2 separate regions of the Drosophila melanogaster genome follow, and region 1 is linked to region 2. A link is a contact called in public HiChIP or PLAC-seq data. All regions are on one chromosome and are shown on one strand. The core of a region is the stretch at or near the end of the contact, and the rest is flanking DNA. Distances in the headings are between cores, read along the strand shown.

Region 1 (4,566 bases), core at 756-3,255, 210 kb after region 2:
TGCCGCCACAAGTCCCCTTGGCCCCTCTCCACAACACCCCTGTTCACAATTTCTGCGGTCTTGTTAGTCTGGGCTGGCAAGTTGGTTAAAAAGTTGTTGATGCAGTTACTCCTCCTTCTGCCCGCCACGCCCCCTTTTGCGACGACATTTGTGCTAATGGCTGCCAACGACCTGGACAGCAAAACCGAACAGCCCTTGTCCCCCTCTTTTACGACGCCCCTGCCCCACATGGCAAACATGTTGCATACGCTGCGGCGTAAGCGAAAAATTTCCAGCGAACAGCTTTTTGGCCAAGCAAACACACAGCGGGTTAAGTGGGCGAGTTTGCCACAACATTTGTGTTCAAGAATAATTAAATTAAGCTGTCAGTCTGACCGAGAAAATTGCAAATACACTCAACATTATGATGCACTTTCAAATGTACACATACCATACATACAAGTTTGAACTCAAAGGGCCGATTTAATGGCAGTTCGAAACTATTATTTATTTTATTTTATTATCGACTAAACAATTAATTATTTAAACCTATTGAACGATGTAAATGGCACTTTCAAACTAATTTGTCATCGCATTAATTAATAACAATTTAATTTTAGTTCTAATAAGGAATTTGATCTTTACTGATACAATTTTGATGAAAATTTACAAGATTGCATATGTTGAATTGCTTATGAGATATGGTATTTCGTCCAAGTACAAAGTGATCCAAAATAATTTAAAAAAACTTGAAACAATTTTTAGGTACAGTATCAAAGTAATGCAAATAATTTTGAAAAATCATTCCAAAAATCATTGTGATAGACTGCGTTTAGTTCGCTTGAGGCCCTTCTGAGTTCCCAATAAATACCTCCTCCTTGGAGGTATTCTCCTTTTCCGCAAGTTCTATTTCGATGTCGTCTTCGCGAAAGGTGCCCTCATTAGGATTAGGCGATATGGGCCCCACTCTACCCTCATCCTCTAGAATGGTGAACTGTAGGTCGACGTCCAGCGTGTAGTCTTCAGTGTGCTCCTTCATTTCGCGATGTGTGAATCGCATAAAATGCGGACTGTCCGAAAGCAGATCGCAATTCTTCAGGGTCTCCGAGCCTTGACAGGTCTGAATCATCTGCCGACGTGGCACTCCCGGAGTGTTTTCTCCGATATTCACGGATACCAACAAAGGCGTCTGGGCCTGGGGACAGCACAGCCACAGAATATAGATATGGGTCACTCGCGGTCCGACGGGCATCGAGTCCCAGGAAGTCTTCCACAGCATTATCAGGACGGGCAATTGGCACTCCCAGTCCTTGTAGATATTGGGTAGATTTAAGTTCCTGGTCGCGTTGTTGCCACTCTCGTAGATCATCAGACCCACACAGTTGCTTTTGCCCCTGTCCTCGGGCAAGGATTTTCCACACAGCTTCAGAACCTTTGGCTCCTTGGGCTTCATTTCCATTGTAATAATGTGCTCGTGGTGCATCAGGCAGTGACTTAGGAGCTGCTCAGGATTGAACATCAAGTCGCAATTGCTCAGCGGACAAGCCATGTCCAGCTTCTGCAATCTCCAGTATTTGCGCACCTCGACTGCAGTATTTCTCAGCCGCTCATAGCGAATTTCCGGAGAACTGATTCTGCCATGTGGGGAAGCGGAAATGGCTTCTGCGCCGCCGCGCATGGGCACTCTTCCGCCCGCCGGAAGAGACAGCTTGCAGTCCATATACAAGCGCCTACGGTGATCGGGCATCAAGCTGGTGAAGCAGATCTCCACCTCCTCATCGGTATCATTACCATCGTTCTCGTTCTCCAGACGACATGCACTCGCCATCACAGCTTCCGGCGTGGTGTCCAGGGAGTACTCCGACTGAGCGAGATCCAGGACGGCAGATATACCAATGCCAGACTCGGAGCACCTACAGAATGCACCGGATGTCGATGGTTGCTCGCCCTCGCAATTGTTGTTCTCCATTTAGGAATTTTTAAGAAAATGTCGGTTTTTTTTTTTTGTGATTATAATTCTGTGTGAGTCGAACTGTTGACGTCTCGACGTAAAATTATACTGATGACAGAAGGTTAGAACAAATGAAATCAACTTTTGATTACTTATTTCACAAACTACTTGTTTATTTTTTTTTTCTAACGGTTTCAAGTTAATATTATGTGATTCTTTTAATGAGTTCCATGACGGAGTCACGAGCGTGGAATTATCGTCTTTAGAAGAGATTCCTAGACTGCAACTGAGACAATGCTATCAAAACTCTGGAGAACATTTTGTTGCATTTGTAATTTCCGGTTTCGCACACACATGCATACATAGTTGAAAAAGAAAATGCGAAAGAAAAATGTGTCAACATACAAGACAAAGCAAAACACAAACAAAACTCAAGTTGCCTCTGTAGAACAACGAAATGCAACTAGGGGTAAAAAGGGGGGAGGGGGAATCGCTTCCAAGGGAGAGGGCAACAGTCGGACTAGGACTGCAAACTCCCTGTGGCCACCCCCCTCCCACGCCACTACTTTCGTCCACCTCCCACTGGCAACTCCTTTAGTTTCAAATCGACAATGGAATGAACCGCCGCAGAGGAAGTGCGGTCTATTGCAGTAAAATCGGAGTTCAATCAACATATGTCAAGACCTTCAATAAATTTAAAAGATTATGACTGATTAAATCAAAACAAATTTTAAACCAATTTCATAAACCAATTTCATAATAACACTGATTATTTGGATAGCTTTTGTTAATTTATTCACTGTAATATGTATTAGATATTTAAAAACTTCTGTATAGCAAGTGTATATTTAAATTGATTCCGATTGTAATTTATTTAAGCTAATGAGGACAAGATGCATGAAGAGATAAAAACATAAATGAAGAACGTTATTTCAATTAATAAGTATTTTTTGGGACCTTTTATACATTTATGTCGCGCAACTTGGTAACAATAATAAAAACGAGCTGAGTCACGTGCTCGCGCCGTTTGTTTATGGCTTTCTCCCTTTTACTTCGCTTTTACTTCATTAGTTTCGAGGGGAAAACTCCACCTCTCTTTCCTTAGCCATGCTCCCTGGGTTTTCCGCTCTTCCCACTTGGTATCGCTTTTCCTTTTCGAGCTTTTGAGCTGCAATTGTCAGCTTACAGTGCAGCCAACCGCAAATGGCAAACAGGCCAAAGCCGCTGTATCTCTAGATTCGATGATATCTTTAAGACGGATTTTCATTGCTTACCGTTTGCTTTAATTGAGTTTTTACAATTTGATATCTACCTAAAAGGAAAGTAGCCTTCTTCATCATAAGCAACCCTCACCTGAAACAAATAAGAAAACATTTTTGTCAGCGAATCAGCATTCAAGAAGTGCTTGTATTAAGAACCAACAAGGAAAGGATTTTAAAAGGTCAATTGAAGAAAATTCAACTTTGAGCTCGCACATTTGCACGCACACAGACCCCCGGGATGCAGTGGGGTTAAGCGAAGGGTTCATAAGGCACATATCCACACATAAAGATTTCCATTTCCCTGCTGCTGTCTTGACAACAACCCAGACAACAATGTGTAAAACAATTGTGCTCGCAGTTAATTTGTGTGGTACGACAATCTAGTATCACCTCAGCACTCGAAGAAAAAACGCGCAGAACATGGGTTCTCTTATCGAAAAGGATGGAATATCGACAAGGAACCATATATTGAGCAAAGTAAACTGCGCTAATATTGTCATTATCTCCAAAGTTTATTAAGCATTTAATGATTTTAATTGCGAATATCGCCTGAAATTTTGTTCGCTTGCTGAATGCTCAGTGTATGCTGTATGATAATATTACTGCGAGTGACACTCGCACACATGGCGTATACGCAATGTGCCAAAGTTTATACGAAATTAATGTTAATTACGACGCGAGTATAGCTATCCATCTCAGTCGCACGGTCGTGGCAGCATCTGTGTCCTGTCGGGAAGTGGGCGGAAAGTGTGGGTGGGAAATGGAAAATGGCAGGGAAATGGGGAATGCAATTTGCCAGCAGCGCATTTAACAAGCTGAACGCGCTTAAGCCGAAGGATTCAGCATCGAATGAGTCGACAAAAGTGCATCGAATCGTCCTGAAAAGGAATGATTAATAACCGTAATCGATAAACGTGAAAAATTGATGCGTGATGGATGCACGAATTACGAATGAGTCCGTAAATTAAAACTCGTGGTACATATGTATATTTTCCACAGCAATAAATTTTAGAAAGAGGGGAATCCTTCACGAAATCATTGTGGTAGTTATTTAAATGTTGCAAATGAACGAGGAGAGCAAAATCTTTTGACAACAATTTCCGCTTGGCCACTGATTAATTGTAGAATTAACTGAACAACAGGCCTCATACAATTTCGCTTATAACAATAGCCCGAATCATCGCTCATCTTTATCGGAGCAATCAATCGAATTCACCTTTCGGCATGCCGATAAATCCCGCTTAAGCCATTCGGTTGCACAAAGGCAGGCAATTTTTCGTGTTTTATTTTTTCTTCTATATGTATTTTTCTCTATTTATTCTCCGCCTTATTTTGTTTGCTGAATTGAACAACTTGTGCCAGATGCGGGGATTC
Region 2 (4,486 bases), core at 406-2,905:
GCACCATCGGGACTTCTTGGCCGCTCAGGCGGCATCCTTTGAGGTGGCCGGCATTGAGACCTGCTCGGCGAGCATGTCCTTCGCCCTCTACGAGTTGGCCAAACAACCCCTGATGCAGTCGCGCCTGCGCCGCGAAATACGTGAGGCTTTCGCCAGCAATCCCAATGGGAGGCTCACCTACGAGGCCGTCGCCCGCATGGAGTTTCTCGACATGGTCGTGGAGGAGACTCTGCGCAAGTATCCAATTGTGCCACTCTTGGAGCGCGAGTGCACGCCGATTAACAAGAAGCGCTTCTACTCGCTGAGGCCACACGCCGAGTGCTACACCCGCCGTGGGATGCCCGTGTTCATATCCAATCTGGCCATACATCACGATCCTAAGGTGAGTGCGCAGTTGCATTTAACACATTCCCATAACTGCAAAACTGCAAGTGTTGTTCAGCTCAATCAGTAGTTTGATTCATAGAGCGATCGAGCTAGGAAAGTTTCGGGCATTCTGATATCGAACAGACAAGTATCTGTATTAGTTCCTAACGAGTTCCTATTTCTATGCATAATATGCATGAAACATATCCTTATACCAAAGAAGCTTTTAACTTGTATCGGATATTTAACATGAACAAATTGGGGGAATGATTTATGTTTAATCATAAAGAGTAGTTAAAGTAATATTTCTGTCTAGAAGAGCGTTATTCATTGGGCTATTTCCTTTGCAGTACTGGCCGGACCCGGACCGATTCGACCCGGAGCGCTTTAGTGCGGCGAACAAGGCGCTGCAGGCGCCCATGTCCTACATGCCCTTTGGGGCGGGGCCGCGCAATTGCATCGGGATGCAAATCGGACTGCTGCAGATAAAGCTGGGCCTCGTTTACTTCTTGCACCAACATCGCGTCGAGATTTGCGACCGCACCGTGGAGCGGATTCAATTCGACGCCAAGTTCGCGCTGCTAGCCAGTGAGCAACGCATATACCTCAAGGTCGACTGCTTATAGCCGCCGATCCCATCCAATATCAGCAGCATTACGCTATGGGTTCCTGAAGGGCGGGAGCAGAGCCCCATCGTCATTGTTTTTGTAAATATTTCGGCATGCCTCAAATAAACTTTGCTACGATCTTTTTTTTCTAATCATTAATACAGCTGGCTTGTTTTATGATCTATTTGCGAATTTTAGAAGTACATAGAGCTATTTATTATTATAAGGTGTGTGCAGTACTATGAATTCTCTTTAGAGATATTAGCAGTAGAAAAAAATTTGCAAATTATTCTCAAAAGTATTTTCTCCTCCCACTCGAATTTAAAAATGCTCCATATGCATCATATTAACCTCATTTCATGGGTTAATATCGCTCTCATCTCGTTCGCCATTATTCCAAAGGTGTTGTGGGGGAATAGTGGAGGATCATCGGACTCCATTGAGAGGGAGCAGTGCCCCCGATCTTGCTTTTATTTTTTATGGTCCCGATTTTCTCCACATGCCACCTCAGCGAACTCGAATTTATATTTATTGGCAGGGGGTCGACGGGGGAGGGTCCATTGCGTTCCGTTTCGTTTCGTTTCGTATTGCTGATAACTTATCAGTCAGCCGGGTCTCGGAGGCCTTTGCCCGGTGGCCTGATCGCTTCTATTCTGATTCGGATTCAGTTTCGTATTTCGGTCTCAGATTCGATGGGCTGGCCGCCTACGTCACTGCCATCGCACACTGGAGAGCTTCGGAAGCAAAGTTCAGGTTTCTGGGCGTCTAGAGTTCTAGTGGATTAGAGTGGACCGCAAAAGTGCTCAATAAGTTGCACGTAACATCGTTTAGTTGACTGGCACTTTAAACAAGTCCCAATATAATAGTAGCCCTTTATAAGTTTTAACCGATTTAAAAAAAAAAGGTGACCCCGAGCTAAAGTTTTCGAACCGTTAACATACAGCAATCAAACTTTGAGTGGATTGTAGAATGTAATGTTTGAAAAGATGTGAAGAAACCTGTCTTCGTACATAACAATCTAAGTTTAATACAAATTGGTGACCCGAACATTATGTTTTAAACCATTCACCATTCAATATCGCTCTGATCAAGGAAATAAATAGTGAAAATAATACTAAATCATAGTGCTAAACTAGGAATATAAGAAACAAATGTGGTTCAATCAGTTGCTGATCCCCCCCGCAAAGCTTAAAGTTCAAACCTCACATTCGATCTTTCGATCTTCGTGCGAAAACCGGTTGCGAATAGCTAATTTGTGGTCAATTAAAATTACCATAAATCGAAGCGTCGGAATTGGGTAATCAGTGCTTGTCTGGCCCCGATGAAAATGAAACAGTTGACAGCTGTCATTCGATTACAGGGAATGCATCAAGCATCAACTTTGATTTGTACACTACAAGAAAATAATAGTTAAAACTAAATACTAAGAGTTGTGAAAATAAATTATATACAAATACAAATATAGTGTAATATATAATATATGTAATAATTTGAAATCGCTTAGTTTCCAATATTAAAAACTATAACTATTATATTAAATAGTAATATTTTATTAACTAAAAGTCGTGTTAAAAATTACAAAAAGGCCGAGCTTACTTTTTCCGTGTACTTAATTCTTCTTTAATGTTTTTTCTTTCTATATAACAAGCCGACATCGACGTTGGCGGCGTTATGCAAATGCTCACACCCAAAGGATGGAAAACAAGCGGAAAACCGAAGGGTTTTTGTGATTTCCTCGGAAAAGTGCGTGCGCAACTCTTTGAGGGGAAAACCCAACCCGCTCGTTTTTCCACTGTGCTGGTCAGTTTTTATTAGACCGCGAAAAATCAACAGTGGCCGGCTCGTCGGGGTGGTCTGTTTTCCGTTTTTCCGATCAGATCCTTTGGCATCGAGCCGCCTGCCTTTCTTGTATTTGGTCCTTACGCGCACGCCGCTAAAAGGGTTTTATTACAGCCTCCTGTAAAATGTAATGTCATAAAGTTCCGAGAGCAAATATTGCAGCAAGCTACACCGTGGAAAAATATGTGTTGTTATGGAAAGTAAATAAGTTAGTTACGTTAAGTGCGGATATGTAAGATAAGAACTATTGTGCTTAATAGAGTTGCGGTTGCGATAAGAATTGTGATAAACGTACTGATGGCTTGTATTTAAATTTAAGATTATTTTTTTTTAATTTAGCCACTCATTGAAGTTCTAAGTTCAGTGTATGCATTCAAAGTGGCAGTATATGTTTAGCGTTTTACTTAAGGCGTTTTGAAAATATGATGCCAAAAATTCTCTTGTATATATACAAGATTAGTGTCTGTGTGCATCTTTCGAGTAATTAAGTTGGTATATTTGAAATAAACTTTTTTGCGCAGTGTACGATTTGGACTCAACATTTACTTTTCGCGTCGAGTGAATGAAAGGGGAAAGAGTTGCACTCAGCCTCCTTCAGCAGTTGCAGTTGCAGTTGCTGTTGCTGTTGCCTTCTGGGAATCATTTGCGCCCTCGACCTTCCGCTGACCCATCGACCTGGGCTAATTTACATAAACCTACGCAAACATCCCAGGAACAACAAACAGTGCGTTCCCGAAAGGGTGAACCGACATCCCAGATGTTGTTCTGCACCGAAAGAAACCTGTATTGAGTGGCAACTTTCAAAAAGAGACACATTAAATGGAATTGAATGGGTAACAATCATAAAAAATAATCAAGTAAATAGTTGGAGGTGGTCGAATGCCGATTATGGATAAAATAATTTGATTCCTTGACTAAACTTATGATGCTTAAAAGCTTATACTTAATCGCAAAAGTTGGATATTTCTAAAACAAAATTTTAGCTACTTGCCTTGGCAATGTAAAAGGTCTGAAGTAACCGTATATAACTGAAAACATCGGTAGTGCATTTTTTCCAATGCAGTTCGTAGTTTTGGACCCAATTAGAGCCCCTACTCCCACGCACGTGTCTTTTTTTGGCCCTGCACTTGTCGGCTCCCATTCCCTAACTTTTTCGGTTTTTTGGACGGATCCCTCTGACAGTTGCTGTTGTTACGGTTCACCATGACCAACGCCAACAATTACCGCCGCAATTCTATTGTCTCTCGATTTCCTGGCCCCTGCACATGTATGTACATATATGTACATATAAGTATAGGTTTTTTTTTATAGCTCATTTCCCACATGTCGCGGAGTTGGCCCTCTTCGGGAATGACACTTCGGAACCATTTTAATGAGCCCAAATTACTCGCTCAAAAAAGGGAGAAGACACTGGATGCACATGTCCAGTCGCTCGGGCGGAAGTTGCCATTAGCCGTTAACCATTGTCCATTAACCATTCACATTCACCATTCACCACGCACCATTCACCAGTTGGCATCGATCCCGACGATCCTCATCCTCATCGATCTGCGAAGACAAAACCAATTAAGACTGTCAAACAAATTTTAAGCGCCAACGGAATTATGATTATTAATGAGGGTTCATTGTTTATGACTCTATTTAAGGTATTTTCCGAATATATGGGAAAAAGT

What was found. HiChIP or PLAC-seq counts read pairs in DNA pulled down with a chosen protein or histone mark.
Region 1: an H3K27ac HiChIP or PLAC-seq map of the Kc167 cell line shows a contact between it and region 2, with 2.7 times the contacts expected there. The contact joins the promoter of CG1314 here to the promoter of CG1835 in region 2. A contact is called at or near these places in 1 of 107 Hi-C or Micro-C datasets (the Kc167 cell line) and 1 of 6 datasets of contacts at active chromatin or transcription factors (the Kc167 cell line).

The regions. Positions count from the first base shown.
Region 1 is chrX:20,867,392-20,871,957 of dm6, forward strand. CG1314 reads right to left here and starts at 2,006. Exons shown (of 1, transcript NM_134567.2): 1 at 598-2,006. The coding sequence starts at 1,948. The coding sequence ends at 812. All of the region lies in intron 3 of shakB (shaking B), which reads right to left.
Region 2 is chrX:20,660,262-20,664,747 of dm6, forward strand. CG1835 reads left to right here and starts at 1,656. Exons shown (of 3, transcript NM_167709.3): 1 at 1,656-1,727. It overlaps Cyp6v1 (Cytochrome P450 6v1), which reads left to right. Exons shown (of 4, transcript NM_001298570.1): 3 at 1-382; 4 at 717-1,164. The coding sequence ends at 992.